4 separate regions of the Sus scrofa genome follow, and all the other regions are linked to region 4. A link is a contact called in public HiChIP or PLAC-seq data. All regions are on one chromosome and are shown on one strand. Each heading gives the region's core, a stretch centred on a gene start, on an enhancer-like site or on the middle of the called end of the contact. The rest is flanking DNA. Distances are from core to core; before and after follow the strand shown. Region 1 has its middle 82 kb from the start of PHLDA1. Region 2 holds the start of PHLDA1 (pleckstrin homology-like domain family A member 1). Region 3 has its middle 49 kb from the start of PHLDA1. Region 4 has its middle 130 kb from the start of KRR1.

Region 1 (3,382 bases), core at 200-2,699, 280 kb before region 4:
TTTTTTATTTTTATTTTTTTTTGTTGTTGTTGCTATTTCTTGGGCCGCTCCCGCGGCATATGGAGGTTCCCAGGCTAGGGGTTGAATCGGAGCTGTAGCCACCGGCCTACGCCAGAGCCACAGCAACGCGGGATCCGAGCCGCATCTGCAACCTACACCACAGCTCACGGCAACGCCGGATCGTTAACCCACTGAGCAAGGGCAGGGACCGAACCCGCAACCTCATGGTTCCTAGTCGGATTCGTTAACCACTGCGCCACGACGGGAACTCCTGTTCTGTCAATTTAACCTTTTTAAAAATAACATTTTCTTTTCTTTTTTTTTTTTAGGGCTGCACGTGCTCGTATGTTCCTGGGCTAGGGGTTGAATTGGAGCTGTAGCTACAGGCTTATGCCACAGCCACAACAATGCTGGATCCAAGGCACATCTGCTACCTGCACCAGAGCTTGTAGCAATGCTGGATCCCTAACCCACTAAGTGAGACCAGGGATTGAACCCTCATCTTCAGGGATGCTACGCTGGGTTCTTAACTCCTACAACATTTGCTTGAAGTCTTTTTTTTTTTTTTTTTTTTTTTTGCCACCTCCTTGGCATACGGAAGTTCCTGGACCAGGGATTGAACCCAAGCTGCAGCTGCATGAGCCATCCATTCTCTTTGCTTGCCCCAGCAGTAAGCTTTTCTCTGCTCCAAACTCTGATATTTTGGTTTATTTGGCCTCACAGGGCATTGTGCAGGGAATTTGGTTTGATAACACTTGGATATTATGTCCTCTGAGAAAATCCCCTTCCCTCTTTGAACTCCCATAGGAACCTGTTCTCCTACCCCACAACGACAGCACTGAGCATGCTGCATTGGAACCAACAATCTCTTCCATCCAACCCCAGATGCCTGAGAACAGAGAAACTCTCTATTTTGCCTATTATTGTAACCTTGGTACCTAGCACAGTGCTTAGTACATAGTAGGTGCTCAATAAAATTTTGTTGTATTATGTATTAAGACCTCTTGGGTGCTGGTGGCTCTTGTTAGCTTTGCATGTTAGTTAATGTGGACACTGGAGGAATTGGGTGAATCTAAGGCTTTTTGGGACATATTTTCATGTGCAGGGTTTCCAGGAAGGATGAGTTGGGGCTCTGGAATTCCAAGGCAATGGGGATGTGCTTCAGTTTCTACTCACTTTGCTTCAATCCTCAAATTGAATCTTTAACCCTAAAGAAAATGAATCATCCCTGATAAATATATTGCAGGGGTGGAACAAGACCTATAGTAGGCATTGAGATGGGAAAGAGGCCAGTGCCTTTCCTGTTTACTTTTGTGCCATCATAGAACACAATAATATTTGTTTTTCAGTTGGTAGGTCAAGGCCCTGTGCAGAGCCCTCATCTATATATGAATGGGTGGCTGTTTCCTATTCCTTTTTCTGGTATTAGGCTACTCTGAGACTTCCTCCAGAGGTTTATGAGTATCTTCCCTGTAGTGGACAGCTGGGAGGTTAAACTTCTTTCTGGAGGAGATAAACCTTCCCTGAGTCATTCAAAGGCTTCTTGTTATTCAGATTCCTTTCTAAGTGTCAGGTTAACCGGCTGGACCTGTGGCCTCTCTTCTATCATCTCATCTGCCTCTTGATCTTTCTTGTTCATTTGTCTCTGCAGAATGAGGATAGTAACTGGTCAGGCTGTGTGTACAGCATATGCAAAATGATGTTGCTGTTTTGTCCAAGGAGGAGCCCTTTACCTTCTTGCTACTTGAATGAGAAGAAAAGGTCTATTAAGAAGGTTTGTGCTGGGTAATGATTATGTGACTCTATCTCTTTTAATTCCTGCTTTAAAAAGGAAGTGACTCATAGATAAACTGGACTTGAAAGAATGTCTGGCTTATGCAAAGCTCTTATTTACATACTAGCCTCTTTCATTCACAGGGAAATAGGGACTCAAGGACTTTGCGGCAGGAGTTCCTCCCTTTTTACTTCTGTTCTTTGATAGACTGTGGCCTAAATGATCTCTGGAAGGTTTTTTTTTTTTTTTTTTTTTCTCTGCCCTTAGCAGGCCCCCCCCACCCACATCACCAGCTTTCCCCTTCTCTCTTGAAAATAGATATTGCATGAATGTAAGAGCACAGACCAGAGAGATGCTATCAAATGTTTTCTGTCTTACATTCCTAACTCCTCAAAGTCTCAGGCCCTTTACCACTAGTAGCTGACATCTGTCTAGATGGTGCTTCATTTACTCCTTGCCTATTCCTTCCCAGGGTTTAGTAAAGTAGTTTTGAGTACAGTTTAGAAGCATGTGCTTTAGAGTCAGCTATACTTGGCCTGGTTTGTCTCCTATTACCTGGTAGTCTTAGAAAAGTCATTTAACCTCTTAGCCTGTTTTCTCACCTGTAAGTAGGAATCATAGTAATACTTAGATTACAGGACTGCTTTGATGGTGACATGAGAATTTATGTAAAGCACATGACCTAGTATCTGGCCAGTGGTAAACTCATTCAGTATTCGAGATGATCGTTGGTAAGCATTTTATTTGTAAGCTGATTTAGCCTTCCATTCTTTTTTCATTTTAGGTTTCTTTTTTATTTTTATTTATTTATAATTTTTTAATGGCTGCAAATGGGAATTCCCAGGCCAGGGACTGAATCTGAACTGCAGCTATGGCAATGCCAGATCTTTTAACCTACTGCGCCAGGCCAAGCATCAAACCTATAATACCACAGCAACTTGAGCCATTGCAGTCAGGTTCTTCACCTATTGGGCACAGTGAGAACTCCTAGATTTATTTTTAAAATGTCTTTTCTTTCTTTCTTTTCTTTTTCTTTTTTTTTTTTTTTTTTTTTTTTTTTGTCTTTTTGCTATCTCTTGGGCCGCTCCCGCGGCATATGGAGGTTCCCAGGCTAGGGGTCGAATAGGACTGCTGCTGCTGGCCTACACCAGAGCTACAGCAATGCCAGATCTGAGATGTGTCTGTGACCTACACCACAGCTCAGGACAACACTGGATCCTTAACCCACTGAGCAAGGCCAGGAATCAAACCCGCAACCTCATGGTTCCTAATCGGATTCATTTCTGCCACACTGCGATGGGAGCTCCCTTCTAAATCATATTTATTTATTTATTTATTGTCTTTTTAGGGCCATGCCTGAAGCATATGAAAGTTCCCAGGCTAGGGGTCCATTCAGAGCTATAACTGCCAGCCTACGCCACACCCACGGCAACACAGGTTCTGAGCCGCGTCTGTAACCTTTGCAACGCCAGATCATCAACCCATTGAGTGAGGCCAGGTATCAAACCTTAATCCTCATGGATACTAGTCAGATTCTTTTCTGCTAAGCCACAACTGGAACTCACCATTTCTTCAATTTAAACCACTATTTTACTTCTCACTATTTGT
Region 2 (3,438 bases), core at 213-2,712, 370 kb before region 4:
AAGAGAAACTGCTAGCAATTCAGTTCCATGTGTAGTTTCTTATTTTTTAAAAAATTACTCTTACAAGCAAGCAATGGGATGATACTTAAATACCTATTGTATGTTGCTCAGAAAAAGAAAGGTTTATAGCACTTATTTTACATAGCATTTATAAAATATAATAGCGTTTAAAGTTCAGAGAGGTCTAACATATATAGTAGTTAATCCATTTTTTAAAGTATACCAAATATAAATAATAAGACAAGTTTCAGAAGTTTTTTTTTTTATGAAGTCCTGTTATAGTTTGAAAAAAATTTAAAGTAGGATGCATGATGAAAAATCTGTTAAAAGTATTCAAAGACATTTGATTTTTTTTTTTTTAATGACAGATTCAGGCTTTTGAGTCCATTTAAAATTTCTACATATGTTAGGCTCCTACTCTGTGCTAGGAAATTTATTAGGTGTTTGGGATACAACAAAACAGTGATCTTTGCCATCTTAAAAGAGCTTGCATTCTACAAGAGTGGAAACAGAAATATAAGCAAAAGGCATTATAAATTATTCGGTATGTTAGGAGGTAATACATGCTATGGGAAAAGTTAAGGGAAATTGGATGGTTGCAATTTTAGACTGATTAGCAAAGGTCTCATTGAGCAAAGACTTGAAGAAAGTGATTGAGATGACAAAGAGATTGTAATATAGATGGTAAGACAACAAGGATAGAGTCGAGGCAAAGCCCTTGCAGTAATTCAGGGGAGAGATGAGGTGATTTGGATCAGGGCGGTAATGAAGGAAGTTGAGAGAAATGGACAGAATATAGATATAGTTTGAAGACATAACTGATGGGATTTCTTGACTCAACTGGCAAGTGAGTAAAGGATTATTGTAAGGTAGGCGTCCTTCTAAACATTTGTAGTTCTGGGGCAAGAGTACAATGGAGACACCAATGATTAAATATTTTAAAGCCTTGTGAAATGAAAATGCACCCAACACTACTCTCTTGACAAATAAATCTTCATAAGTGCCTGGAACAGGTTTGATTTCAGATCCTTAAAAGTCCTATGCCAGAAACTTCTTGTGAGAAAGCTGATCCTTTGCCCATGTCTCACCTTCCTTCTCTTCCCATCCTTGCCTCTGAATTAAATGGCAAGAGGCCTTCTGCACATTTGTGTGGACATCCTAGCCTATATGTTCAAAATCAGTGGTGATATAACACACTTTGAAATAGCCAAAATTATTTAGGCAGGGTATTTGGAATCCTGAATAACTGAAATGTAGTCTAGAAAGAGTATGAGTTCCAGATAGACACGTAGTATTGGTTCTTCTAAAGCTCGTGGCCTCCACAGGCTTGTTTTTGGTTTTTGGTTTTTAGTTTTGGCTGCACCCATGGTATTTGTAAGTTCCCGAACTAGGGATGCAACTGCACCACTGCAGTGACAATGCTGGGTCCTTAACCAGGAAACCTCTCTCTCTCTCTCTCTCTTTTTTTTTTTTTTTTTTTTTTTTTGCTTTTTAGGGCTGAATCTGCAGCATATGGGAGGTCCCAGGCTAAGGGTTGAATTGGAGCTGCAGCTGCCAGCCTACACCACAGCCACAGCAACATAGGATCAGGAGCTGCATCTGTGACCTACACCACAACTCACAGTAGTGCCTGATCCTTAACCCACTGAACTAGGCCAGGGATGGAACCTGCATCCTCATGGATACCAGTTGGACCCGTAACCCCATCAGCCATAACGGGAACTCCCTTGGCTTGTTTTAAGAGCAGTACCACTCCAAGAATTTTGGTTTTGGCCTGAGCAGCTGTACAGATAAAATTGCTACCAACTGAGAGGCTGCAGGTAGGTAGAACAGGTCAGGGTGAGGAGGTAAATTTGGGAGTGCATATATTTGAGTTCTCTGTCAGATACCCAAATAGTACTGTAGGGAAAGGGTAAAGGAGACAATTCAATTTACAGTAACAAGTGACCTGGAATATATAACAACTGAAGGCTGTTTTTTTTACTGCAGCCGTTCTAACCATGATCTTTGCCTCCAGATCCTTACTGAACCACTTCTATCTAGGAATTTGTTTCAACCAATCTTATATAAGCCTATGGACTCCATCCTATTGGCATGCTTTCTTTAAATTTTTTATTTAAGCAAAAGTTCTATGAACCCTGTTTTCTATGAAAAACCCCTCAGATTTTCTCCTCTAGTGAACTACTCAGCAGTATATGTGCCCTTGCCTGGCATGTTAATATTATTATTTTTTAACTTTGGTGGTCTTTGTTTTATTCTTTGACAACAAGCAGTTGGATAAATTTGGGAGTCTTGGGCATATAGCTGTTATTGAAAAGGATAAGACTGGATGCAATCAAGGATAAGACTGGATGCGATCAACAAAGGAGTGAGTGTAGATAAGAAGAGAACCAAGGACTCAAAGATTAAAAGGTTGAGAAGAGGAGGAACCTGTAGAGGAGAGAGACTGACCAGGAAAGTGGAAGGAAAACTAGGTGATACCTTGAAGTCAGTGAAGAACTGTATCCAAGAGATGATCAGCCATGTCAGATGCTCCCAACAGACATCTTTATCTGGCAGGCCCTACCTAATAGGCTTTCCAGACTTTTTTCCAAAGCAATGATTTGTTAGTGAATTTTCTAAACTTTAGTAATTTTTAAGTGACGTTTGTAGGTTTTCAGTATATACAACTGAAGTTGTGGGGTTTTTTTAGGGAAACAGTTATTTCCTGCAATTTGCTTTCTGTGGATTTATTTGTCTTTAAAAAATGGTAGTGTGGTCATTTTTGTGAGTTGGTGGTGACTGGTGAAATTGAGAACAAAATTGTCATCAATCTACAAGATTCCTGCGCTGAGATCTCTAATAATCAATTCCATTATGGTCTGGGAAGGCAAATTGTACACTGAGCCATTTATAAAGTCACTAAGTCCTGAAATACCCAACTGGATATTCTGAGTTTTAAAGTCTAGTTATAAAAAAATAAGTGCTCTTGAAAATCGTGCTGGTTGTTCAGACAGTGTGAAGTAATTTAGATAGAATGCACTTGTTACATCCTGATAAACTGCAGAAGGTGAGCAAACACCAAACCGTGTGTATCTCTTAAGAAAATGGCTTGGACTTCCAGAATACATCATATTTTTACCCACTCAAGCTTGTATTGTATCATTTTCCCATATGAAATGTTTTTCCAACTACACCTGCCCTGAGAGACTCTGAATTACCCATTTAAAAGAAGTATCCTTTCTAAATGAGCTGAAGAATTGCATTCTGTTAAAAAGAGGAACAGCTGGTCATGTAGAAATTCTCAGGAATGCTCACTTGTCCTATAAAGGTAGAGAAAAAACTGAGATGTTAGGTGTAGGGTTGGTCATTGGTGTATAGATTTTTTTTTTAAATGTGGACTTACTAGAAATTAAAATTACATAATTTTAATAATTGCTATTCTCTTAAAAGAGTGCT
Region 3 (3,493 bases), core at 614-3,113, 320 kb before region 4:
ACCACAAGTCTGTCTCCATGTCTGTGAGTCTGTTTCTGTTCTGTAGATAGGTTCATTTGTGCCCTATTTTAGATTCCACATATAAGTGATATCATATAGTATTTGTGTTTCTCTTTCTAACTTACTTGACTTAGTATGAGAATCTCTAGAATGAATAAGAAATGAGGTCCTGCTATATAGCACAGGGAACTATATCCAATCACTTGTGGTAGAACAGGATGGAATATAACATGAGAAAAAAATGTATATATGTATAATTGGGCCACTTTGCAGTACAGCAGAAATTGACAGAACACTGTAAATCAACTATACTTTAATTTAAAAACATGGAAAGAAAAGTTCATAAAGAGAGTGGGAAGATAATACTGGGACACCCTGATACCAATTGTATGTAAATCACTTAGCAGTATGCAGAGTAGTGTTTTCAAAATCCTGTGCTCTGAGACAAGACTGAATCACTTCTATTTCCATCAGTAAATGCTGAAGGCAGTAACAGGATGTGGACCCAGAGGTCCTGCCTGTCTACCTAGAAATGACTAATCTCCTTTCTCTAATTTAATAAAGGAGGATAACATTGGAGTGGGTAAGAAGAGAGAATATGAAAGTGAGGAAAGTGGCTAGAATGGGAGGTGGGGATGGAAGGAAGAGGAAAGGTTCTAGACCCCAATCAGTTCCTGAGCTGTGACTGGAACATCATTTGCTATCCCATGTCCTCTATCAACTTGAGTTACCAAGCACAAATCAGAGCTCTGCATTAAGCTGTGTGACATACAAGTGCCTAATTCCCACCCTCCCAACTAGCCAGGGAAGGGGTTTCTTAGCCTAGTTCATCCAGAAGGCAAGGGCTTGGGTAATGTGGCGGGGGGGGGGGGGTGTTGGTTGGTTTTTTTGTTTTGCCAAACCCACAGACAGCATGCAGAAGTTCTTAGGCCAGGAACTGAACCTGCACCATGGCAGTGACCCTAGCCACAGCAGTCACAACACCAGATCCTTAACCTGCTGAGCCACAGGGAAATCCTTGGGTGATGTCTTTTGAGGGCTGGTATATTCTTTTATAATAAGGAAATATAGAAATATATATTTCTATATATATATTATTTCTTAATATAGAAATATAGAAAGCTTTTGTAGGCCCATATGGGGGAGAGACCACCATTAGAAAGCTCACCCTGGCATGGAGGGAAATGCCTTTGAACTCTACATCCCAGCAGGATGAGCAGAGAACTGGGAGATCAGCTCACCTCCATGGACTATCCCCACATGAAGTTGTATTCAGTAATATAGGCAATTAAAGAGTTTCCTTCTTTTCCCCTAGGTTTCCTTCTTCTACTCTGTGCATGTTTTTGGATGAACTATATTTAGCTTTTAGGTGAATGTTTTGAAGGCATCCTGATTTTGTTGAAAACTGAAATCATCCCCCTGGAGTACTGGGTTGTATTAGGACAGCCTCTGCCAATCTTTGTAAACCCTTTGCTTTTCTGAATACAGACATTGGACTCACATCTTCTTAAATGTAAATGATTCCATCAAATTCATTCCAACTTTCGTACATGTATGAGTTTGGTCTACTTCTAAGCAAGCCAAGCAAATTCTTCAAATTCCAAACCCAGTTACTGATGGAAGGAGTTCCTATGATTGCCTAAAACAGCAGGATTCTGCCAAATTGTCCTCAATGCCAGTTCAACAGCTAGGGTTTTTTGGTATCATAAAATCAGTGCTTATCCTGATTCTCACCCCCTGAGCTGTGTTATCCAGACCTCTGCCAATAGATCTGCATCATTGTTGTGTGCCTTGTTTGACTGCCCTGTCTCCAGCTCTGTTGAGACTGTCTGTGGGTGGCTTCCCTGTGCCGGGATGACAAGGGCAAAGGTCAGAAGCTTCCATGATTCATTTCCTTTTTGCTGCACGCAGTGGATGGTTTTCTGGGTGAGTCACTCAGATGCCAAACACAGGAGGGATTTTCTTCACAGAGAGGCCCTGAGGCTCTGCTATGCCCTGAACTGGAAGAACTGAGTTCTTAATATCTTTTTAAAAATTTTTGTATTTATCTCGATGATTTCATAACCCCCTTTGTATCCCCTGTCTTTGTGTCTGATGACTGCTTTGTGAACACTGCCAAACCTTTGTAGAACTTTCTGGTATCTTGTGGAGCCCCATTGAATTCTGACTCGAATAATTGGACTCTTAAATATATACTCCCAACACACTCCAGTACTAAAAAAAATCTCTGGTATGCCATCTATACTGGAGCTTTAACAGTAGTCTACTCATGGCTCCTCAAAAATCCACCCTCTTTTTCTCCCAGAATAACAATCTATGGAAGGAACCTAGATATCAACAGAGAAAGATGTTTAAATAACTAGAGCTAAGCTCTGCAGTAAAGTGTTTTTTCCTCAATAAAGGGAGGGTTATTATTTTCTTTCCTTTTTTAACCTTTTGAAAATTATGAAATAGAATATACAAATAGAAAACATAAATATATAGCATAATGTATACTTACAAAGTGAACACCCCTCAATCAAGAAAGGGAACATTGCCAGCCCAGATACCCCTCCTTTGTTGACCTTCTAGACCACACCCCCTCCCTCCCTCCTAGAAGTAACCACTATCCTAACTTTGGTGATGATCACTTCCTTGCTTTTCTGACCACCTCTGGTTGCAAGGTTATTATTTTCTAAAACAGTATCGCTTCTATCTTCTACTGGTGGCACAATATCTTTCATTTGTATTAAGCAATGACCACAGGATGACATTGGGCTGGAGTTATGTATATGCACTGTTTTCTTCCTCACCCCCAAATTCCAAAGAACTGCTTATCTATGTTTTCTGTGTCATGAACTAACAACATTCCTGGTACGACACATGTTTAAAATAATGACAGAGAAGAGGTAAAATAAGCACGAAACTTTCTGCGGCCTACCTCTTGCATTCTGGGTTTTCTGAGCTGCAAGTAGAGTGGTGGATGATAGGAACCCTCCTCTCCTTCCTATGACATCCTCATTCTTTAATTTCCCTGGGAAGTAGCCCAGAAAGTTCTAAAATATGTAGAACCTGGGCATGAAAAGTACCTATTTACTTGTTCTTGGACTACTCATCCCCCTCACCTTTGCCTCCAACTGTGAGAACAGTCATGTCATTTCAATTATATCATCACACTATTCATTGCAACTCACCCCAGGGATTCTTTGACCTTCTTTGGTCTGATACATTCTCTACTGAGCTAGGAATAAAGATATATGGGAATAGGACTTAAAGCCTCATTCTTCACATTTTTGTTACCTCATCTTCCTCTACTTCCTTGACTGGCTCAGGCAACCGTTGGCAACCACGTTTTAAAGTGCTTCCATTTCTATGAAAATGAAAAGCTTGGATTTATTAGTAGTAATGGATTCAAGATCCTAGGCATTTTTCTTCTTAAGAGCCTGGCTTAGACTTGGGAACCTACAAGATAACAGGCCTCAGATTTTGGTAGCTCCATTAGGGTTGGAGGGAG
Region 4 (3,368 bases), core at 285-2,784:
TCCAGGAACTAGGCTAAAAGCTTAGCTCATTTAATCCTCACAAAACCCTCTAATGTATGTGTTATTATCCTTATTTTTTTAAATAAGGAAACCAGTTTTAGTATGTTAAGTAATATGTCCAAGGTCACACAAATAGAAAGTACAGAGCTAAGATTAAAATATGCTCTGTGTTCTGAACAACTTTATAATGCTCCAGAATTTTCCAACCTTGTAAAATTTAGGACCTAGATTTTAAGCTTTTGTGAGAACGTCTTAAGACTTCATTATCTTGTTTGCTGATTTCATGTTTATGAAAAGTGTGACAGAGCTCAGTTCTCCCAGGACAGGCTTAAAAACACTAATTCATTCATTTGTCAAATACTTATTGAGTGTCTACTTCCCACCAAGCCCTGTTTCAGAAGGTGACAATCTAGAGCTAAACAAGGTAGACAAAGATCCTATATTCACAAGGCTGACATTCCTTTGGGGGAGACAGACATTCTATAAGTAAACAAAGATGGTGTTGGGTGGTATAAAGAAAAGACAGAGTAATGTGCTAGAGAGTAATTGCATTGGGGTCTGAGGGAAAGACAAGATGAGACTTGGCTATCAGAGGAGGCTTTTTGGTGACAAGCAGCCTTAGACCTGAATGATGAGAAGGAACCAGACAAATAAGGACCTGAGGATCTGCAGGAAGAACATTCAGGCTTAAGAAATGGCAAGGGCAAAGGTCCTGGAAACAGAAGAAGCTTAGTGAGTTCCTGAAACACAAAATGACCTATGTGGCTAAAAGCAGTGTGAACGATGGAAGAGTGGAAGGGGATAACTATAACTTCAGACACACAGGCAAGGCTAGATCACATAGGGTCTTTAGGCCTGCAAAGGATTTGGGGTTGTTGGTTCTTTTTTTCCCCCAAGTGTAATGGGAACCCCATGTTGAGTTTTATGAAAAGCAGCCTCATCTAATTAATCTTTTAAAAGGATGACATCACTGCTGTGTAAAGAACAGATTTTAGGAGGCAAAAATGAAAGCAAAGCAATGAGTTAGAAAGCCGGCGATTCCACTGTCCTGGTAAGAAACACTTGTGGTTCAGATCAGGTGGTAGCTGGCCCAAAGGTGACTTAGATCACTGGAGGGAAATGGATGAGTTCAGGAAAATGGAAGAGGAGTGGACAAAAATTTCTGGTAAATCAAGTGTGGTAAGAGATAGAAATTGGTTTAACTCTTGGATTTGGGGGCTGATGGGAATGTTGTACATACTTGTTACATATACAGGTATATACAGGTATGTACATAGACCTCTATACACATTATACAGGCCGTTTACATATATTAACTAATTACTAATTACAAATATTAATTGCCAGAGTCCTATGAGGTAGCAGGTATTTCCTGAAACTATTTCTGACAAAGAACCTGAGATTTAGAGAGGTTAAACAACTTGATTCTGGTCATGTAGGTAGTAAATTGGGAAGCCAAGATTTGCACCCAGGTGTGCCAGGCATCAAAAGCAGTGCGCTTTCTCCTATGCGACAGCGCCACCCCCGGAGCGCTGATGGAGACTGCAGCTTGCCTGCGCGGTGAGAGAGAAAGAATTCCGCAGCTGAACACGGAGTCACATGTGAGGACATGTTCTGTTATCAAAGGACACATGTTGCCAGGCCTCCCTTTGGTTCCTTGAAGGGCTATTTTCCATTTTTGGAATCTTCTGTCTTGGAGATGTGAGCACGTGGGGTGGAGTCAGAAGTACATGAAATGATTAAGCAGATGGAGAAAATGACTTCCGAGAAATGACGAAAAGATTGCAGCTCTGCTCAGTGATGACTAAAGAGCCCATCAGTCTGTAAATATTTCATTGGTGGAAACTCAGGAAGAGAGGATTTTTCTTTTTTTCCAGAAAGTAGAGCAGAATTGTATGAAGGGACAGGAAAAGTGTAGAATCCCTAAATCTGATCTTAACTTTATGACGTTAGTAGCTTATAATGACTCTGTGTCTAAACATTCTCATCTTAAAGGAATGAGCTAAGATTGAGGTCATTTCTCCAGAAAGGCATCAAAATCCACAGAAAATACTTCTTCCTTTTATTGATTGATTGATAAATATTTATTAGCCCTCTACTTTACAAGAAGAGGATTTGGGGTATAGTATAGGTGTCCATTTCACATATTTTAAATTTACAGTGAAACTTTTTTTTTTTAATGAGACAGCTATTATGACAATTCCTCCACAGTAATCGTCTGTCTGCCATCAGAATTTATTCCTACACTGAAGCATATTAACTATCGTCATGTGCCAGAGTCTTAAAGGAGTCAGCAGAGGAAGGGTAATGCTGGTACCAAGGATCTCTATTGTCTGAATCATGCTACGCTCTAAAGAATGGGGAGGCTTAAGTTTCAAACACAGGCTGGAGATTTCCTTGCATTTGCCACAATGTACGTTTGTCTGCACATTTGTTAGTGAAATGAGAGAACACGGCTGCTTGATAACAGAAACAACTGTCCAATACACTGCATACATTATCTCCCCAAGTACAGTATGAAAATTATATCCATCAGGCTGCGAAGTCAGAGAACCTCAGTTTATCAGCTACTTCTGGGCTATATGCAAAAGCTAAAGCCACTGAGGGAAAGGCTTCTTGAAAAACACAACTGTCCTTTTCAGATATTTTTGAAATCTCATATTCTTTTTCTGATGTTTTTGGCCCTCTGCTCTTGCATGGTTGGGAGGCCATCCTGAGGCCCGAAGGTTAAAGAGGAATCCAAGTGGATGTGCCGTCTTAATGGACTTTGAATGTGCTCCAGAATGCCACTTTTTCAGTGTTGCTTTTACAAGTTACACCTGAAAAAAATGGGCCTGAGTCCAGTAGGAAGGACATAATATTTTCCTGAATATGCAAAAAAGGAGTGGGGTGTAGTCTCTATTCCTGTGGGCTCTGGGCAGCCTAGTGGGTAAATGAGCATTTATTTCCTGTATACCATCTTTGAGTTGAAAATGAGTCACATACTCATGAAAAGACTGGTAGTATCTTCTTTTGTCTAGCTCTGTATCCTTTTGTGGTACTCAATTTGTCTTAATGGGAATCTTGATTGTTTCTCTTTTGAGACAAGTTATTAGAATTTATTTTTAATCTGGAACAGGATTCATTTAAATATATTGTCCTTGATGTATAACTTGATTCACAAGCAGTATATAAAATTACAGGAATTTTCTGTGAAAGAAAATCTCTTAGGTTCATATAATCATCTAGAAGCATAGCTTGGTTCCCAGGTGTTTTGACTAGTTTACTTTGAAAATTATAGTCAGTATAATGATTGTTGACTGTCTGCTCAGTACCAGCCACTGTGCTGTGTTTTTTATAGACTATTTCTAGTCCGTACAACATATCAA

What was found. HiChIP or PLAC-seq counts read pairs in DNA pulled down with a chosen protein or histone mark.
Region 1: an H3K27ac HiChIP or PLAC-seq map of alveolar macrophages shows a contact between it and region 4. The contact joins two enhancer-like sites. A contact is called at or near these places in 1 of 47 Hi-C or Micro-C datasets (embryonic fibroblasts) and 1 of 2 datasets of contacts at active chromatin or transcription factors (alveolar macrophages).
Region 2: an H3K27ac HiChIP or PLAC-seq map of alveolar macrophages shows a contact between it and region 4. The contact joins the promoter of PHLDA1 here to the enhancer-like site in region 4. A contact is called at or near these places in 26 of 47 Hi-C or Micro-C datasets (adipose tissue, alveolar macrophages, brain and 15 more) and 2 of 2 datasets of contacts at active chromatin or transcription factors (alveolar macrophages and skeletal muscle).
Region 3: a contact with region 4 is called in an H3K27ac HiChIP or PLAC-seq map of alveolar macrophages. The contact joins two enhancer-like sites. A contact is called at or near these places in 1 of 47 Hi-C or Micro-C datasets (embryonic fibroblasts) and 2 of 2 datasets of contacts at active chromatin or transcription factors (alveolar macrophages and skeletal muscle).

The regions. Positions count from the first base shown.
Region 1 is chr5:39,235,383-39,238,764 of Sscrofa11.1, reverse strand. No RefSeq gene overlaps it. Among named protein-coding and RNA genes, the nearest start is that of PHLDA1, 82 kb to the left of the region's middle. Within about 2 kb of position 1,449, at least 12 of the 83 cell types and tissues checked have an H3K27ac peak or open chromatin away from gene starts, as enhancers often do. A contact at or near this core is called in alveolar macrophages, where this site is marked.
Region 2 is chr5:39,317,337-39,320,774 of Sscrofa11.1, reverse strand. It overlaps PHLDA1 (pleckstrin homology-like domain family A member 1), which reads left to right and starts at 1,462. Exons shown (of 2, transcript XM_021092050.1): 1 at 1,462-3,438.
Region 3 is chr5:39,268,166-39,271,658 of Sscrofa11.1, reverse strand. No RefSeq gene overlaps it. Among named protein-coding and RNA genes, the nearest start is that of PHLDA1, 49 kb to the left of the region's middle. Within about 2 kb of position 1,863, at least 28 of the 83 cell types and tissues checked have an H3K27ac peak or open chromatin away from gene starts, as enhancers often do. A contact at or near this core is called in alveolar macrophages, where this site is marked.
Region 4 is chr5:38,951,922-38,955,289 of Sscrofa11.1, reverse strand. No RefSeq gene overlaps it. Among named protein-coding and RNA genes, the nearest start is that of KRR1, 130 kb to the right of the region's middle. Within about 2 kb of position 1,534, at least 21 of the 83 cell types and tissues checked have an H3K27ac peak or open chromatin away from gene starts, as enhancers often do. A contact at or near this core is called in adipose tissue and alveolar macrophages, where this site is marked.